Linked DNA regions of Gossypium hirsutum: region 1 is linked to region 2. Evidence: chromatin contacts called from public Hi-C data. All regions are on one chromosome and are shown on one strand. The core of a region is the stretch at or near the end of the contact, and the rest is flanking DNA. Distances in the headings are between cores, read along the strand shown.

Evidence for each region. A called contact is a pair of places that touch in the nucleus more often than the background predicts.
Region 1: a contact with region 2 is called in a Hi-C map of fibers, with 2.2 times the contacts expected there. The contact joins two enhancer-like sites. A contact is called at or near these places in 14 of 34 Hi-C or Micro-C datasets (callus, fibers, hypocotyl and 3 more).

The regions. Positions count from the first base shown.
Region 1 is chrA11:117,052,646-117,055,345 of Gossypium_hirsutum_v2.1, reverse strand. It overlaps the pseudogene LOC107886030. Among protein-coding and RNA genes, the nearest start is that of LOC107941423, 5.7 kb to the left of the region's middle. Within about 2 kb of position 1,390, at least 3 of the 9 cell types and tissues checked have an H3K27ac peak or open chromatin away from gene starts, as enhancers often do.
Region 2 is chrA11:117,007,144-117,009,843 of Gossypium_hirsutum_v2.1, reverse strand. No RefSeq gene overlaps it. Among protein-coding and RNA genes, the nearest start is that of LOC121209413, 18 kb to the right of the region's middle. Within about 2 kb of position 1,258, at least 1 of the 9 cell types and tissues checked has an H3K27ac peak or open chromatin away from gene starts, as enhancers often do.

The DNA of each region.
Region 1 (2,700 bases), core at 141-2,640, 45 kb before region 2:
CCATTCTTATCAAGAGTAAAGCCCAAGAAAGATGGTGGTTGATTCGAACAACCAGCACATCTCCTTACGACCCTATTTAGCAAACCAATCCGCTAACCTATTCGCTTCTCGTCTAACAACATTGACTTTCAAAGAAGAAAGTTGCATGACCAGCTTATCAAAAACCTGAAGGACTAGCCTTAATCTCCATCTTCGATCTTGACTCTTCTTCTTAATATTCGAAGCAATAGTCTGGGAGTCAGTCTTGATTGTCACATTGGTCCATTTGTTCTTCATAGCTAATTCAATCCATCCAATCATAGCTTTAGCCTCGACAACCTCACATGAATCTACTTAAATCCTTTTACCAATCCCATCCAGCATCTTCCCACTTAAATTTCTGCCTATTACTCTAATACCAGCACAAGCTATTAAGGTGTCAAATGCCCCATCACAATTAACTTTAACCCGACCTTCTGGTGGTTTCTCCCAAACATCAGCACAAGTTTTTGACTTCCTAGTTCGATCAGAGTTATTGTTCGAACAGAGGATCCATTGAGCAATAAGAAATCATTCATGGAGCAATTAATCCTTCGAATAATTCTCTCCAAACCAAGTTTCGCACCTTCAATTGTAACCTCACACCTAGCTTTCCAGATGCGCTAGCAAGTGAAAACAATTCTAACTTTGAAATCCTCTCTCATACAAGGCATTTGTAACAACTTTGAGAACCATCTGTCAAATGATTGAATTTGATCATTTAGCCCTTGAAGACCAAAACAAGCCTCATACTATATTCCCCTAACCCAATTACAACTAAGAATAATATGTGCAAAGTCTCATCTTCAATACCACATAAACAACAAATTGGGTTCGAAACACACTTTCTTTTCCACGGATTAAAACGAGATGGAATAGCATTATGACACAATTTCCATAAGAAAATTTTAACTTTGTTCGGTACCTGTAAGCTCCAAATAGCTTTCCAAGTGCTCCTATCAATTAAGTGAGAGCTGGAAGGTTGTAAAGAAGACTCATTTCCATAGAACTTTCTCAACTCCTTATACCCTGACTTCATCGAATATTGACCAACAGCTGTAAACGGCCACACCAATTTATCTAGTTCTTCTAAACAAATTATCTCAGCAACTCTTGTTGGTGAGGATCCGTCAATATTTCCAGGATACTTTAATTTCCTATCTTTAACTCCCAGCAACCATTTATCTTCCCAATTGTGGATGCTTTCGCCATTTAGCACTTGCTAAATCAAAGTCTGCTTTTAAAAACTCTTTCCCTTCAAGAATGCTACTCCACACCCATGATGACCTAGCTCCCGTTTTAGCTTCAAGGAAATTAGAATTCGGGAAATAAAGTCCTTTTAAAATCCTAGCCCAAAGAGCATCAGGATCCTGGACTAACTGTCAAGATTGTTTTGCAAGTAGAGCAAGTCCTCCAAGCTTTTCAATGAATACATCTCTCATTTTCCTTCTGCTGAATTCATTTCCACGCATAATTTTTTAGGAAATTCGAAAAGATATCGTATACATTGAAGCGCATGCTACTGCTTTAATAAGAACCTCCCTTCCCCTTCAAGATAACGTTTGCTGCTTCCAGCCCTTAAGTTTGGTAAGGACCTTATCTTTTTTTCTTTTTTTTTTTTTGGTGAAAGTAAGGACCTTATCTTTGATATGCCTCAAAGTTAATGTTTTCGAAAGCCCCCACAAGGAAGGGACACCCAAGTAGGCGGCCGAATTATTTGCCACCTCTATGTTAGTCTCTTCTTGAATCAACCTTTCGTTGACCCTTCGGGAGTATTCACACTAAAAACGTTGCTTGATTTATCATAGTTGACCCTTCGTCCAGAAGCTGCACAATATTCTTGAATCAAGTTAACCATTCTCCTACAATTTAACGAACTAGCTTCCAAAAAGAAAAGAAACCGTTCGTGAATAACAAATGTGACAGTAGTGGATAATGACTACTAAGGCTAATCCCAGAAATAAAACTAGACTCGACTCTATTAATAATCACTATGATCTTCGATATGATTTAATACTTAAAATTACAAAGATTAATTGACCTAAATTATGTCATTAATTCAAGACATTTAGTCTTCAGAATTAAAATTATCTCAATCTCATTTAAACCCATCGGAAATTTTCCTTCCCTAGAAAAAACTCTTAATAGCTTCCAAAACATCCTTTTTAATAACTTCCCAATAATTATGATAAAAAAATCCCCTTAAAATCATCCACGAAAAAAGAGATTAATTGAATTGTTTTGTATGCTTAACTTGTACAATATAAGTAAATTTTTATAATTTAATCTCCCAATTCTCTCAACACAAATTTCTGACCCGTATTTATAATCTCATTTGTATCTAATAGGATATCCAATTTAAAATTAAATAGTCTTTTTTATATAATTCTTTAAACATTAAAAGTAAGTTCCTCTATTAATTTTTTTTTTGTTGGAGTATTAAATATTACTCTCAAAACCATAAGGCATGAACTATTCCAAACAACCCTTAAAAAGATATGTAAATTTTGTTTTTGTATCATTTTTACTTTTTTAATTTCAAATTGGATAGTGAATTATATATTTATTTATTTGAAACTCCTCTTAAATTAACGAGAGTGAAGTTTCTTATTTAGTATTAAAGTATTCAAAGTTTTCAAATGGATTTATTTTTTAAGTGTAGTTAATAACTGCAATAAAAAC
Region 2 (2,700 bases), core at 9-2,508:
GGCAAGTTAACTGGCCACGTCAGCTAATTAACTGGCCACGTCACCTATCTCGTTAGGCCTATAATAGAAAATGTGAATAGGCGACTGATTTGTCGCTTTTTGATAACGTTAGTGACTGTTTTGTTATTTTTCAAAAGTTGAGTGACTGAATTGAAACTAGAGTGACTATTTTATCAGCTACCTCAAAATTGAGTGATTGTTAATGTATTTTCCCTTAAAATTACTGCACACCTTAAAAAGTAGTTTAGGCATGAAAAGGAGTATTCTTTTCGCTCCTAGACGTGTATGGGGATTTTAGCAAATTGCAAACAGCTTGACTTAGAGTTGACCTTGGTCTTTAATAAAAGTCTGTGTTCTCCCTTCTAAATTTGAATCATGCCCTAATAAACTAATAAAAAATTCAATTTAAATATAAATTCATGAATAATTATAAATTTATTTAAACAATGTGAAATAATATTATTTTAATAGGCGTGTAATATATACGTGGAAAAAAAAGAATTTATCACATAATAAACTTTTTTTAAAAATATTTATAATAATTATCAACTTGAATATAATTTATAAGACTTAGAATTTAACCTTTGATGATAATTTGTTGGGCACTTTTGGTAGATTAAATAAATGTTTTTTTCCCTAAAAAGACAATTTTAGAAGACTACAAAAAATTAGCTGTCTTGCTAGTGACGTGTGAGCACAAAACCAATGGGTTTCCCCACGGCACTTCCTACTTAATTGGCGCATGATTTGCATATATTGCTACGATTATATTTTTGTACTCAAAAGATTTATTGTCTAGGGCATCTTCAAATTATCATCTCATATTTAAATAATAATAATGATAATAAAGTGATAAAATTATATGATTGATAATTCAACTTTTGACATTAAAAAATTAATTTAGGGGTGAATTGGTGAAATTAATGTTATACTTATGTTCGAGTGAGAAAGGATTATATAAAACTGTGATTCCGCGTCATCTATATTCCTTTCCAATAGGAGAATGACAAATCATATTTTTCCTTCTGTATTTTATAATTTTCAATTGGATTTGAATTTTTTCAGGAGGAAAAAGCTAAAAATCAAGAGGAAAAATCTGATTTGTCATTCTCCTGTTGGAAAGAGATGTGGATAACATGAAATCATAGTTTCATATAATCTCTTCTCATGTCCGAGTTATGTCCAAAATAAATGTTAGAATACAAATAATTTTGAAAACAAAAAAAAGGGAGAGAGAAATTTGGATTAGCAAGATAAACTCGACAAAAATATCTAAATAAGAACTGTAGACACTCAATTTTGCCTGGCCCATTTCAGTATTTAAAATAATAAACCCCAAAAAAAACGAAGTCCAAGTTCAGTCCAGAATTACAAATATAATTTGGCCCGATCGGAATGGCCCATTACTTGAAAAGATTTAAGGTCCATCTACAAGCTTGACTCATATGGAAATATAATCTTCAATGATATGTAATCTTAGATATGATACAATCTTAAATATGATTGCAATCTTAGATATGATACAATCTTAGATATGATTGCAATCTTAAATATGATACAATCATAGATATGATTGCAATCTTAGATATGATATACAATCTTAGAAGATATGATTTTGTAATCTTGGAGATTTAATTTGTAGATATCCTTTGATCTTAACCGTTGATGTAATTGATCTGTACCGTTGGATTTGGGGAGGCTCAACTATAAATAGAGGCCTCTCCCTTCATTGTAAAACACTTGAGTTTTGGGAAGCAATAAGAATTCTTGAAGAGCATTCACTCAAATTTCTCTCCATCTTGCGTTCTTACTCTCTGTGGTTTGTTCTTATTTTATTCTTCGTCTATCTTAATTTTTCAACTCTTTTTATTTTTAATTTCTTCAATTTTCAAATATGTATATTTTTTCCTATCTTTTATACATTTGATTATGTATTTTATATATCATAATATTGAACCTTTTTATATAGTTTATTTTCAAATATATATTTTCTATGCATGTATATATATTATATAATCATTTCATTATAAATATAAATTATTTTACATATTTAATATTTTATACATTATTTTTCTAAACCAATATATTTTATATTTTTTATATAATTATTATTCTTATAAATATATTTTTTATTATATATTATATTTTAAATTTATTATTAAATATCACATTTTTTTATATGCTCATTCTATTTATCAATTGTTTATATTATACATATATTTTTAAAACTTATTTTTTTTATTATACAATATTTGTTTTTACTTTAGCATTAATGTATTATTGTTATGTTATGTATTTCATATGTTATGTAATATCTTAGACTTTTATAATTTACTTTCAAATGCATATTTCTATATATGTACATTGATATATTGTATTATATGCATCATTTTATTTATTAATCCATTCATGTGTACATTAAATTATTGGATTTTATATTTTATGTAGATTCTATTTATCCATTTCCTATGCATGTCATCTATTTTTACTCATACATATTTTACACATTAATATTTACCATGTTTTTTATATTATTTAATGTTTTATTTATGATATATTGTATATAATTAGTGCATTTATTATGTTTTCTTTTTGGTATATTCCTATTTGCTTAGCATGATTATTTTTATTATTCTATTTTACCCTCTATATAGTGATTGCATTTATATAAAGTGTTATAATACTTTATAATAAACGCTA